Regions from separate parts of the Mus musculus genome. Here region 2 is linked to region 1. A link is a contact called in public Hi-C data. All regions are on one chromosome and are shown on one strand. The core of a region is the stretch at or near the end of the contact, and the rest is flanking DNA. Distances in the headings are between cores, read along the strand shown.

Evidence for each region. Hi-C and Micro-C count contacts between places; a contact is called where the count stands out from the background.
Region 2: a contact with region 1 is called in a Hi-C map of the N1E-115 cell line, with 4 times the contacts expected there. The contact joins the promoter of Galnt3 here to the enhancer-like site in region 1. A contact is called at or near these places in 2 of 484 Hi-C or Micro-C datasets (the N1E-115 cell line and nephron progenitors), 4 of 115 datasets of contacts at active chromatin or transcription factors (CD8 T cells, embryonic stem cells and epiblast stem cells) and 3 of 9 other capture datasets (adipose tissue, liver and pancreatic islet).

Annotation. Positions count from the first base shown.
Region 1 is chr2:66,082,016-66,089,482 of GRCm38.p6, reverse strand. Galnt3 (polypeptide N-acetylgalactosaminyltransferase 3) reads left to right here. Exons shown (of 11, transcript NM_015736.2): 10 at 4,094-4,246; 11 at 5,191-6,717. The coding sequence ends at 5,313. Among named protein-coding and RNA genes, the nearest start is that of Galnt3, 39 kb to the left of the region's middle. Within about 2 kb of position 1,867, at least 2 of the 459 cell types and tissues checked have an H3K27ac peak or open chromatin away from gene starts, as enhancers often do. A contact at or near this core is called in the N1E-115 cell line, where this site is marked.
Region 2 is chr2:66,121,863-66,129,119 of GRCm38.p6, reverse strand. Galnt3 (polypeptide N-acetylgalactosaminyltransferase 3) reads left to right here and starts at 4,327. Exons shown (of 11, transcript NM_015736.2): 1 at 4,327-4,596.

The sequences.
Region 1 (7,467 bases), core at 618-3,117:
TATATATATATATATATATATATATATATGTCTGTATAATGTTATTTGTATGTATATATGTATGTGCATATATAATCTTAATTTCCCTTCCTACCTAAGAACAATAGTTATATAAATAATTATATTGTTTTATAACAACAATATGCTTATTTCCTCATTTATAAATATATTACCAATGGTTGTTAATACTTAGACATTTCTCTCAAGCTCTCTTCAGAATTCTATTTATCTTAAAGTATATTATTACTACTCTTTTTGTTACAATTTACTGCAGATACTACCTTAAAATATAGTGTGTGTATCATTTTATGTGCTTTTTTTTATCTTTTCCAAGGAGATACTGTCATAAAGAATTATAAATTATTTTAAAATTATCAATGAAATAGGCTACCTTTAAGAAGTTTAGGAGGGAAATAACTCATTAAAAAGTATTTGTGACCCAACCTGTGCTGCGACAGGAATTGACAGTCACTGACTTTGGGGAGCTTCTATCACAGAAGCATTCTTTTTTCATAAGAAGTGAAAGCATGTATTTTGGGCTCTAGGGAAGATGGGGCTGAGATAATGTGAGTGATGGACTCAAGATTACATTCAGATAAGGAAGACTTTGGACACTGTCCTCTTAGATGGAGGTGGGCATCAGAATGCAGGCTGGGGAGAACAGCCACGTAGAGCAGGTTCACAGAGCACACAGAAGGCCGGGGTGGCCAGCGCAGAGCACTCTAGGCAGGGAGTGGAGGAAATGAGGTCAGAGATTGTGATAAGGAACCTGGTTGGACAGAGCTCTGCAGACCTGTTAAGGAAGATGGATTTAATTCTGAATTAAACAGAAGCCATCTAGAGGTTTTTAAGCAGGAGAATAATGTCTGGTTTATATTTTCAGATGACTCTGTCTTCTGTCATCCTAACACAGTTACTGATGATATCTTTTACTTGTTAGTTTTTTATTTTTCCCCTTCCTTCCCTCCCTCCCATATACTCCTCCCCACTCTCCTTCAAATTGATGGCCTCAGTTTCACTAATTATAGCATATATATATATATATATATATATATATATATATATATATATATATATATACATACACACACACACACATACACACACATATGTGTGTGTGTGTGATGTGTGTGTGTGTGTGTGTGTGTGTGTCTATAGCCGTTGCCTATAGGTCTGTAGTTCTATAGTTCTCAGTCTGCAGGGTTGAGGCCTCATAGGCTTCACCCTTGTCCACTTTGGCCTGCCCATTGGTGTCATCCTTGTCCAACTAACATTTGAGCAGTCAGATTCTTTTAAATTAACTTTTTATTGCTTTTATTTTCATTTAGTTTTTTGTGAATTTCCCATCATGCACCCCAATCCCACTCATCTCCCTGACCCTTTGTATCTGCCCTCTGCCCTTGCAACCTCCCCCCGCCAAATAAATTTTTAAAAAAAAAGCAAAGCAAATCATTAAAAAGTAAATCTTGCTGTGAAAGTTGCAGTGTGTCACAGTGTGTCCCCACAGTATAGCCCTTTGTCCAAACATCTTTACTTGCAAATGTTCGCTGCAATGAGTCATTGGCCTGTTTTGAGATCTCTGGCTTCTGCCACATCATCAACACTGGATCCTCAGTGGGACTCCTCTCAGATAGCCTGTGCTTGCCCTGTGTCGTGGAGGTCCTGCAGCTTTGGATCTGCAGGCCTGGCCCTTTCACTGGCTCCAGCAGTTCATAGAGATGGGGTAGATATTGGGTGAGCCAACTCAGAGCCCTGGATGGAGGCTTGAGTAGTAGCTGAGTTGTCAGCCCATTGTTCCTGCTCTAGCACTGTCCTGATTAGTTCACCCCTTGCTGCAACCAGCAAGGAACAGGGCCAGCTCTCCTGCTCTCATTCCCTTGGGGCTGGGTCACCTCTACCCAGGCCACCAGAGTCAGCTCTGCGGTGCTGCCCAGTCAAGGTGTGGGGCCTGCTGTCTTGAGTGCTGCAGCTGACAAGGGTCTGGACCAGATCTCCCTCTCTTCTAACCCCTCGGCTGGCTCTCCTGCCCGAGGCAGGTGGTGGGTGAGAGAGGAGTCATATTGTTTCTAATCAAGTATTTCCCTCAACTATGCTGCAGTTTCTAGTTCTGTGAGAACTCAAATTCAGAAGTCTTGAGCGTTTTCTCATTTTCTTCCATTTTGATCACGTAATGGTGTTTTATGGCATATAACCCTCTTATAACACTATTTCTGAAGACAATGCATGGTAACTATTTTTTGGATTGGAGACTACTCTGGTCCAGTGCGACTACTTCATTGCAGCCTTACGACAGCTAAGACTTTATGCACATTCTTTTCTAGAGGGTGTGTCCAGGTTCTGAGTGACATGTCTCTCACTTATTTTCAGCTCTTGTTGTTGTTCCCAAAATATTTTCAACTCTTCTCCTCTCCCTCCATGTTTCATCTGAGTGACTTTTTAATAATAATGATGTAAAATACTGGCTAGCCCTTCTTATTGTCTTTGAGTTTTTGAGGTTTATTGTAGCTAAACTAAAAGTGAATCTATTTAAATTATAACTTAGTTATAGTTAGGATGTTGTTTCTTTCTCCTTCTGAGGCCATTTATTATTGTTGTTGTTGTTGTTGTTGTTATTGTTTTTACAATGCTTCTGCCTGAAAAGCAGGTTACAAGATCAATTAGTGTTTTACTTGCAGGAGAAGAGAAGTTAAGTGCGAGAGCCAGCCGAGGCGCTTAGGCTCAAGGCTCAGAATTCTGCTCATGCTTGTGGGGTGTTTACTGTAGCACAGGGCCTGCCTGGCACATAATAAGGGCTCAATAAATATTAGTGCTAGCAGGAATCATTGCATTATTGAAAATCCGTTCTGTTAACTCATTTTATCCTCAGACTGCCAACATTATTAAATATTTGATTTATAATGGATGTTACTGTGGGACAAAGAAGATAGTTCAGTCTGTAAATTGCCTGCCATGACAGTGAATATGAGTATTGTTAGTTGATATAGTGCTTAGCTTTAGCTCCCAGAGAATCCAACTGGCTACACTTACAATCCTGGTAATATAGTCTGTTACCTCTGCTTTCCTGTAGAAGCCTTGAGAGTTATAGTTTTCCACCAAAGGGGAAAATCGAGGAGAGAGAAACAGGTAAAATACTTCTTGATGTAGCTCTTAAAGAGCTAGCAAAGCAGAGAAGGGGTTGCAGGACATTCAGCGCAGCAGCCTGGCAATAGAGCAGACTCTGTAGACATAGATTTGTGTAAAGTAGGATGGTCCTACTACAGCTGAGTGGCCGCTCTGAGCATGAGTCCTGCCATTGCTTGTCAGGGAGACAGCCACAGTAAGCAGGTCTGTTAGCACACCAAACTAAAGCTTTAAAGGGCTAACAAACAGCTGCCAGAATTGCTGCATCACAGGTCAGAAGTTGGCACTGCAGGGCAAATTAAGAGATAACTGAGTCAGAGAAATGAGGCCAGAGTAAGAATGAGTGAAATAACATCAGAGAAGAAACTCAGCAGAACTTAGAGGCTTGTTCATTGGGCACGAAGAGCGAGAGAGAATAGTGAGGAGCCGTGGCGTACCAAGTGTTGGACATGTGTTGGTCTTTGCTGAAAGTATTTACACCTGCCAACCCATTCATTTGGTGGCTTTAGTAATTTGGTGGGCAGGGGTTATTGGTACTCCTGTCATGGGGCATGGGAGGGGGGAAGCAAAAACAGACTCAGAATATGCATTATAGTTTGTGCGTTTGTGGAAATGCTTTGGTTGAGATGAATAAGGGGACGAGAGAAGAAGCAGCCAGTGAGCTGCTTACTAGAACATTCCAGGCTGGTTTCTATAGTACACTTCTGCTAGCCTCCACCCTACCTTGTAATTTCCAGTTTCTACTTGGGAAAGACAAGAACATTGTAGAAAGTAGCCACTGCTGGTAATGGAAGACCTCCACAGAGCCTGTCGTAACTAATGCCTCAGCTTACATTTCTGATATTTTTACTGCATTTGTTGAAGAACTCATGAGTTTTCTTTGTAGGGGTAGCTGGTTGGATTTGATCTTGTTTTATTTTGCAACTGGGCACACAGAATTCCTTTGTCAATCACGAGTCTCTCCTTTCCACAGTACTTCGAGTATTCTGCTCAGCGTGAAATCCGGCACAACATCCAGAAGGAGCTGTGTCTTCATGCTACTCAGGGTGTCGTCCAGCTGAAGGCATGTGTCTATAAAGGTCACAGGACCATCGCCCCTGGAGAACAGATATGGGAGATTCGGAAGGTGATTGGCTCATTCATTGGTTCATTCGTCCATTCTCAAGCTAACTTTGAAGAGCTCTAATTGCTTTACTATGCTATATATCAGCACTTCTTCACCTTTAACAACTCCACTATTACACATGTCTTCCCATGTAATAAGAGAATATATCTAGGGATTAAGTATTAATTAGTTGGGAACAACTAGTGATAAAGTTACGCTTGGCTTCTGTAGGTGAAAAACTTCTATAAAGAATTAATAGTTTATCCTTGACTTTTTTTTTAATCTTTAATCTTTTTTTACAGTCTAGTTTTCACCCCCCTCCTGGTCTGCCCCTCTACCACTCCCCATTCTTTAGGGGTCTTCTTTCTTTTGATTTGTTTGTTGGCTTGCTTTTATAATGGATTTTGAAAATCACATTTGTTTGTTTGTTTTCCTTAAAGGAGCCAAAGAGAGTGTTTTTCATATAAAATTGCTAACTATGTCTTCCTCTGTTTTAGTACATTTTTAATTAATCTAGCATTAAAGGAATATAGAACAGATTGCCTGTTCTTAAAAATGTTCAAGATTTGGCTTGATCATATTCTTATCTAAAACTAGTTTTTCGTGATAGTAGTAACATGCCATGAAACCAGCTTTTCTGACTTTGAAGTCGGTCATCTGAATACCAGTGGAACATTCCATGCTTAAAAATGTATTTCAGGTCTTGCTCTCTATTTCCCTCTTCATTTTGAAATGTTTCATATTGAGTGAATAGTAGTACCGTGCGTGAATTATAGTGTTATAAACAAAAGCCATCAATTTATTATCACCCTCAGTTGATCTTAGATTTAAAGTTAGGAATCAGATATATTTGTTATACAAATCTCTCTTTATCTTTAGTGAAACCATCAGGCCGTGTTTGCATTTATCTTTTAACTGTGAATCTTGAAGCTTCATGTTTGATGTATGTTTTCTTTCTTTCCTAGGACCAACTTCTATATAATCCATTATTTAAAATGTGCCTTTCATCAAATGGAGAGCATCCAAACTTAGTGCCATGTGACGCAACAGATCTACTCCAAAAATGGATTTTTAGCCAAAATGATTAAGTGTTCCTTAAAATTAAGGAGTTGAAAAGGACATACTCTTCCTCATAAAACTGTGACTAGGCATACACTGTAGTTGTTGAAAATTATGCAAAAGCAGCTAATTGTAACTTATTCCAAGTGCATTTCCTTATTTATATCTTAAGATGTCTATGTAGAACCGCTGCAGAAACCCTGGGGTTTCTGTCTGAAAGCACAGCAACTAGAATACCAAAGACGATTCTGAAATGTCCAGATGTAGAAGAGAGATGTTTACAGTGTGAAGAAAATAATTTCCTTAGTAAAGTGAGGTGTGGTTGTACACTTGGGGATCTACACACCTGCATCCACACACTCACAGCTGAAAATGTTTCCCCTAATTTTAGGGGCAATAGAAAAAGATTTGATACTGTATTTTTATAACTATATAGAAATGGATCAATGAAGGCCAATCATTTGGCCTTTCGGTACAAACCAGGAACTTTTTATCAATCTAGAATTCATTGTTTTAAAATCCAGGTAAACTTTTGTTGTCTCTTGTTGACTTGTCTGTCAAATATTTCCTTAAACATGAAGTTGATAAGGAGAGGACTATTTTTAACATTTAAATTTTTGGAAAATTTACAAATATTTTTTAGAAGCCCACTCCACTTGATGCACATGAGTCTTCCCCAAATAGCTTTTCTGAAGTGACTATACTGTGTGTTTTCTCAGAGTACTTTTTAAAAAATAAATAAACTTTATAAATTATTAGCTGTTAATAATGGTTCTTTTTTTCTTTCTAGTAGTCTTGTTTTCTTAGCAAAATTCACTAATCTTGAATATTTATGACACTGAATTTTAAATGCAGAAAATTGACTCAACCCTAAATTTCGTTGAATCATTACATAAACTATCTTTTCAATAGGTTTATCTCATCAAATTAAAAAAGAGCCTTGATTTTATCTACATAGAAAATGTAAATTAAAAAAGAAGAACCCTAAACACAATTACAAATCTTTGTTTCAGTTTTGTCCAGTTGGAGCAAGATTTGTAATTGATGGCGGCGGGCGGAGAGCATCCATTTTTTCACTCTAGATTTTAGTCATCTGCTGTTTGTGGAGCCCCAGGTTCCTTTAAGGAAAATGTAAACCGTGACACCAGTGTGACAACAGAAGCGAAGATAAGATACTGGTGGAAATGTGAACCTTTGATAACATCCTTTAATGACCTCTTAAAATTATCTTTTGAAGTCACCATTTTCTCTTTGGCCATTTTACAGAGAAAGGTCTTGTATTATTCCAGAAGCAAAATAGAATTTGTGTGAACCTTTGAAACTAGTGGGTCTCAGTTAACAAAAGAAAACATTTCCTAGAATTATAGTTTTAATTAAAAAAAATAAAGCATCCATTAAATTTTAAATATCGAATTAAAAATTCCATATTCTCTAGCCAGTTGCTTTGCAGACTCTTATTTTAGTTTAAGGAATATGTACCGTGTTTATAACTTTGTGTCAGGGGTTACAGAGGCTGTAAGACTTTGCCATTCATCTGTCTCTTTAGGGTAGGAAGAAAAGTACACCCTTTTGAAACAGTATGCCGCTATGTTATATTTTTATGACTAAGATGACTTCCTCTGTTTTAACTTTGATAGTTTATTAATAGTAAGCGTTTCTCTATTGTAGCCAACAATGATATGTAACAGTAAGCATACTGTATTGGCCACTTAAATACGCAATATTTGTTCCACTAGACTTGAATGATCATGAGCAAAAGCTTCCCTCAACACTTGTTTCATCTCTAAAAACAGTATAAAACTAAGCAATTTCCCAGTGATATTTTATAAGGCGAACTTGAGTAAAACATGTTTATAAGAAACGATATACAGAGCCTCACAAAGAGTCACACATCGATGCCCTGTGTTCTGAGTGAAGGCTCTCAGGTTGGACTGATTATGTAGTAGCCATGTTAAACACATCCTCTGGAAAGGTTCTTATCTGATGCAGAGCAATCAGGCTGTTACTCAACTGTTACAACAGTGATTTGAGAGCTGGCTTTTGGGGCTGTGTGCGGGGGATCCCCTCTTACTGTCTTGGAACAGACTTAGCAGTAATTCACGGAGCTTGGCTCTCGTCCACCTGCAGGATTTGCCTGCACTTGAGTGTGAAATTGGGGAACTCTTGCTCAATTTGAAGCTGCC
Region 2 (7,257 bases), core at 3,078-5,577, 37 kb before region 1:
TAATTAACAAATTGACAGAGAGATACCACACAGACACTTGAAATAATACCAAAATGAATTCACTGACTCATAAAATTACGTTAAAGAATTGAGGCTACAAAACAAATCCCCGAAATGACCTTGCCTTTTTATTTGACATGCTGCTTTCTATATATGCTGTGCTACTTTTACAAAGTCATTAGTAATAAAATATCTAGAAATATATTTAATAGAAAATATTTGAGGAAGCTTGAGTGTAGCTAAGTTGTAGAGTGTTTGTTGCCTGGAATATGGAAAAAGTCCTAAACTCAATATCCAGCACACACAAACACACATACACACACACACACACACACACACACACACCACATACACACAGACACACTCACATACACACACAGACATACACACAGAGACACACACAGACATACATACATACACACACCACATACACACAGAGACACGCACAAACCACACACACACACACACACACACACACACACATACACACTCCTCACACACAGATCCATCTTGCTATGAACAATTTTGAGTATTTTTAAAAAATAGCTTTTCTTAGCTTTAAAAAAATCTGTGGTGAATATGAATTCATATGCAATGAATGAAGAATACTCTCTGTACAGAAAAAGAAAGGTCAGTCTAGAAAAGGTGCAAGCCAGGGATAGATCTCAGAGGTTAACATCATGCAAAAACATTATTATATTTTTCTGTGAAATGTCCTTGTATGCCACCATCAGAATTCAGAGTGAGCTAGATCGAATATTAGTCTGACTCAGCATAGCACTTCTTTCTGCTTTTATGCTAATGCTTAAAAGCCTGAAACTCTGCTCTCTATTCAATATATTTCATCAAATATTTATTGAGTACCTACTATGTGCCAATCATCAAGGAAGCACATTTTTTTTGTGTGTGCTACTCAGAGAATTTTTGTTTTCTCCACTAAATGGAAGCAACCTTAATTACATAGTTCAATTGCAATTTAAGTCAGTAAAATGGTTTCATGGAAGTGTGTATATATTTTCAAAATTCCGGATGATCATTCTGAGACTTTCTGTAAGACAAATAAAACAAAACAAAAACAAGAACTCCAAAAGAGTCCAAATGAATAATACAAATTATGTGCTTGTGATGACTTCATTGTGTTGACTAATATAATGTCAGATTATGTTGATCCGTTATTTTTTGATTGCTCATACATCTGTATCACTTTGATGATATAACACCACTTCCTCCTCTTTGCACCAATAGCATTTCCAATCTTTTATTCCTTTTAGTAGACATTATTTCAGTCTGTTTGGCCTTTGAGCCAAAACTCCCAGTTAGACTTTGAGCTCAGAAGGAGGATTCCATGAGGGAAAACTGATCTAAAGTCTAAGCCAAGGCACATGTTTCACACTGCCGTGAATGAGGCCTGATGCATCAGCAATTAAACAATTCATGAGCTGAACAAAAATACAGAATATTGGCCATAAGTTCCCAATTTTACTTATTAAACTATATAATACTTTTAGAATTCATTTTTTACTAATTTAATTTTATGTAAGTTGTTTCAATTATTTCTTCCTGTTCATTATATATTTTTTCCATGATGATTCTCCACCGTATGCCACTTAAATGAATTTGACTGTAAAAGAATTTTGTATGGACTCACATGATACTCTTAAGAAAGGGATGTGTCCCTTGGGAGGGAAGGCGCTTTACATCGTGTCTGATAAAAGAAAGGCCTCTGAGAGTTGGTTGCTTTTCAAACCATATCCTTTAGATTACCAACCCACTATTTTTTTCTTCCTTAGATTATTTCTCTATATGATCTGAAGCCAGTCACTCTTAGCATCTATGTTGTGGTCAGGATGCCTTCCTTACACACTGGGGTGTTATTGATGGCTTGTTTTGTTCCATCTCATGGCACTTGACAGACTTATTCAGTTCGCACATATTTCCCGAGAAGCTACCACATATCAGGGGATGATCTTGGTGCTTGTTTAGACATTAACCGAAATGATTAACCAGTGAGGATCTAAAGTCTACATAACTTAGCAGCTTCTAACTAGTCACAAACTAGTGTTCGAACATACATGTATGTGTTGGGGAGAGAAGAGGTGTTTGTGGCAGTTCTTTCCTGTGTGAAGTCTGCCCTGTTGCCTAACTTTTCCAAATATGTACTATTAAACAGGCTTGTCTCAGAGACACATGCATGCACCAAGCCTCCTGAATTTCCACTTTGTGAGGAGATGTTAATTTCACTCCTGTGAAATAAATGATTCATTTCGTAATTTGAGTAGAATGGTACTTCCAAGATTCTTATATCTGACTAGACTTAGGATATTAAACATTTCAGTACAATAATAGTTTCTCTTGGCCTGTAGCATTTTAAATTTAATATGAAGCAGAAACACTTTTAATTAATTTTTAAGACCTTGCTTTCAGAATGATGTGAAATAACAGTTCAGATACCGTATGAAGTGGAACAAATATGCTAATTCAGAAACACTGAGGGCTTGGCTGCCATCTCTGTCATCATAAGCCGAGCAGTGAATTTTTTCTATAACCTCGAAACACCTTTCTTATCTTTTCTGGCCACTCATCTTGCAACTTGGGGCCTATTTTCTCTCATTCTCTTTTGGTAAGCCTTCCCTAGCTGCCCTTCCCAGTTGTTTTCTGCTATGACTAGTCATCAGTGCACCTCCACCTGCGATCCTATACTGCCGTCCTGTTCTGACCCTGCTCCTGTCAGTGGAAACCGTCACTGTTAGCCTCCCGGTGAGGAGTAAGAACTGACCATCTTCGGCTCCACGCATCCTTTAGGGTGGGCAGTGCACAGGAAGGGAAGAGGGATGTTGTGGTTTATACACTTAACATTTCCTCCAAATCCCCCCAAAGATGAGCACTAATCTCTCTCCATTTAAACACAAGCAGCAAAAAGACGTTGCAGAACCAAAAAATTAAAATGAGTTTTGGAAATTAATGTTTTTAGTTTTCGGCCCACAGATACACAGTAGATAGTTATTATGGTAATATACACAATATACACGTGCCTCTTAAATCTTTATTTTCAGGGGAAAGAGGAAGAAGGAACTTTTAAATGATAATGCTAAAATGTCATACAAAAGTTCCTGGATGCCTACAAAACAATTGGAAATAAGCAAAAGAAAAAAAAAAGTTACCTAAGTTGCCGAACTATATGAAGCTATATGAAGTGAAACTATACTACAACAAATGTTGCACATAAGCCAAGTAAAACTAACACCTGTTGATAATGTACTAAGATTTTAAAACTTAGTTCCAGTTCACATATAAAACTCATAAGTTAGGAAATAAACACCGTGAGTGTCAAAATGTGGGAGGAAGGCTTCCATCATTCTTTATAGGAAAACTCATCACTGCGGAATCAAACAGGTCGCCCAGAGTCTTTAGCTGTTTTTCCACTTCCCTGAATACTTTTGAGAATAGTCAAATAAAAAGTTCATAGAAATGTGTAAAAGCAATTTGAAGTCCTGGTTTTGAGTGTCAACGTCTCCAGAACAGAAGGCATAGTGGAAGGGGTGGGGGGGCACGGTGTAAGTGTCTCAAACACACTGGCAAAGCCTAACATGTTTAAGAGTGTAGGTTCTCACCTTGCAGAACAGATGTTGGCTTTTAATCTACTCTTCAGTGAAAACAATTCCTTTCCAGGAAACCACAAACTCTGCCCAAACCCTGGCAGAGGGGTTCTCCCCGAGGGCGCTGCTATCCCTCTCCTGTGGATATTGATTGGTTGGTCTTGCAATAGATAGCAACCCAGGAAGGGGTGACGGTGGACCCCAAATCAACTGAAACTTGACCAAAATACCAGAAGCTCTACTTTGAAAAAGGGAGTCGCCTCCTTGGGACCTGAGGCTTCCCTACCCTAGCGCCGGCGGCCAGAAACGGAAACCACTCGCTGCGCTCAAGTGAGAGGAGTGATGAAATCAAGGCTACAGGGGAAGGAAGCTCACCAACCTAACTGGTGACAAAGCTGCTGAGCCTCGGGAGGAAAGCAGCACGGTCTCCCAGGGGTCCCGGGGAACGCCGCACCCCTGGGTTTGGACCACCCGGAGAGGAAGAGGAACCGCGTGGGGTTAGGGGTAGGGGGAAGTGCGGCTCAGATTTCTCAGCGTCCCTGCCAGTGGGCTCTGGGTACCAGGTGGCCGCGGCGCGGGGCAGCGCAGGCTCGGCACTGCGGAGGGCTGGCGGGCGGGCAGCGCGCGGGCGGCGGAGGAGTTTGCTTGGCGCGCGCCCGGCCGGCCCGCGGCTCACCTGGAGCGCTCAGGTAGGACCGGGGCGGGGCGCGGGGCTGGCGCGCAGGCGCGGGATCCGGCCTCGCCCCTGCCGACGTCGCCGGCGGGAGCTCACCTGGGAGACTCGCAGAGGAAGAGGAGCCTCGGCGTGGCCTCGCTTGGCAACGCGGGAGGCCCGGCGGGAAGGCAGGAAGCGGCGGCGGAGGAGGAGTTGAGCCGAGCGGCCACGAGAGCCACGGCCACCCGAGTCGCCGGCGTCGCCACCTGCACTTGGCTCTGGACCCCCGCGGACAGAGCCCCGGCCGGCCGCCGCTTCCCGCCGCCTGCCCTGCCCACCTGCCAGGTAAGCCGGCGTCCAGCCGACCGGGCTCCCGCAGTCCCAGCAAGGGGACAGCGTGCGGGACGGCCCCGGAGCTGCCCGCGGCCGGTTGGACGCGGTCTCGAGAGCGGGTTTCAGTTGCTCCCCCTCGGGAGAGGCCGGCGGGGATACCGATCACTCCTGTCGCCGGGTCCCCTCGGCAGCCCCAGAGCCTCACCGGGGCAGAAAGTCCCCCTGGTACCCCTGGGCCCCCTGATAGTCCTCGGGAGGGCGGGTCTCTGGCGGAGGCGCTGCTCAAGGCTTGCCAACTTGGGCTAGCAGGTTGCCTGCCCACTCCCGGGTACCGAGTGGGCCAAACCCGCTACGGGGAGGGCTGTGGTTGTGCCGGGCAACTTTCCCCGCTAAGCCCAGACAGTCCTAGATTGGAAAACGGCGGCAGCCAGAGCCATCACGAAGCTTGCCGACTGGTTTGGAAGGCGCTCGGTGGTCGGGACCTGGGCATCCCGCGCACTGCACTTTTCCGGGTGCCCTCCCCGAGCCAGAGCTGCGCCCACTTTCCGGTTGAAGGTGGCAGAGTCCAGGTCTTTGTGGCAGGAGGAAATGGAACTGTGGTTCACCAGCTGCCTCCTCTTAGAGGACCTGTTGACTTAAGGACCAATGTATCTCGGATCTGGTGTGCCTGTGGCATATGACTCAAAGGTTCAAAAAAAAAAAAAAAAAAAAAAAAACCAACTTTGTTTCAGCATCCTGCCACGTCTGAACCTGGAAGTGCCAAGCCCAAATTCCTGTCTACCTAATTAGGATTTTCGAAAGCCTATGAATTAAGGTTGAAACTACTCTTAGCATAGACTTAATACTTAATTCCTTCCTTCTGTTTTGGGAACTCCATCAAGTTACCTTCCTCCCCTTTCTGATTTTTTTTTCTTTTTAAGAAAATGTTTCTAAGTTATGGCTTGATATTGAAGTTACACTACCTAAGGTACATCTGAACTCAAATACTTTTGTAAAAATTCAGAAAGTTACATTTGAATTTGAGAGTTTCTGGTTGTGAGAAATTCCACTTTTATCATCTAACTTTGAGTTTGTTACTTAGACATATGAGTTCAAAACCACACCCTATAATTATTTCTTTTTAACCTTTAACATCAACTGAAACCTAACATGCATGTTAGTTGAAACATTCTGGGCAGTGTATTCATACCAAGCATTTCTTATACACTGTTTTAACCAACATTTTTTTTTCATAGAAAATTTTATTAATAAGTTCCACTCTCTAGGTGTGTTTAGTTCTGCCTTTACCAAGTTTTAAAAACATATATTTAGGTTGTACATGCTTTCTTTCTATATATTTTTTAAAAAAATATTTCTAAATATATATTTAGATTGTAAAATACTTAGCCATTACATGTTTCTTAATGAGGTGTAATTAAAATTTTTTAAAAAGAAGAAAGAACCCCACCCCCACCCCCCCACACACTATAACAACACATAATTGTTAATTCAACCAAGGGTTTTCAAGAGCCTCACCCACCTTCTTAGTCATGTCTCCATCCTGAGAAACTGACGTGCTAAGTGCTATTTGAACATTGAGCAGATAGTACCCCCTAAATTTTGACTCTCTAACTACTGGGCAAGCATTATCAGACCATGAAGGGGGCAAAAGTAATATGTTCCTGTTAGTTGTAATAACAAAGGGACATTGGTTTCTATCTGTAAAGGATGGGATTGGGGGTGGGTGGGGAGTGTTTTTCTATAGCACCATCATGAAGACTTAAGAACCGTAGAGTATCTTCGAGTGCTAACATTCTTGGACTCCCCTTCCTGCCTTGGCCATCCAGTCAGTCCATCCTGATTGAATAGCTGAAGCCCAGAAGGGTGTTCTAACTGTAGTGCACCCTGCAGGTGCTAGAGATAGCATTATTCTGGTGGCTTGACTGCGGGCTCCCAGATCGTACTATCTCACCACTCTCCTGCCCACTTATCATAAGATGCCTATCTTCTTCTTTCACGGAGTTTGTAAGGGCTTTGTAATTATAGGAGAGTCCATTGTTCTGGGGCCAGCTCTCCTCTCCTCCCATTTCCACCTTGCTCTGAGTAGACTCGGGCAGACTTGCTTTCCCCTGGCTGAGGTTTCACGTGTATATTGGCGGTGCCATATGGACTGAGATTTTTAATCCCTTTTTGGTATTTCTGAGACACAGTTGTTTTTTTTTCGAGCCAGTTTGGATGACATTAGTCAGTTCTGATCTTTTATTATATTGGCTTCAACCATATTTTATAAGGCATAGACCCAATGTCTCCTATCCACTTGAAATAATCTAGACATTTGGTTTCAAGTACACTTCCTTAAGACCAGTGCTGTAAAAACATTTTTTTAAACCCACAATCCTCTAATTTGAAATATTCTGTTTCAACCCAATACATGCTGGTGAGTATGTATGTGTATAAATGAAATGAGTTTCACAAAACAATATTGTTAGTGACTGTGTGTGTGTGTGATTTTCAGAAGCAATATCTATCTAACCTTAGAATATGGATGCTCTTTTTTTTTTTTTAATTTGCCTTCCTATACAAATTGATTTCATGTCCGCTAATGGCTGGTACCTGTAATGCTAAAATGGTACTCTCTTGTGAATACACATGGTTTTAAGGCTCATTGTTCTAAAAGCTTACTGTCACACACAC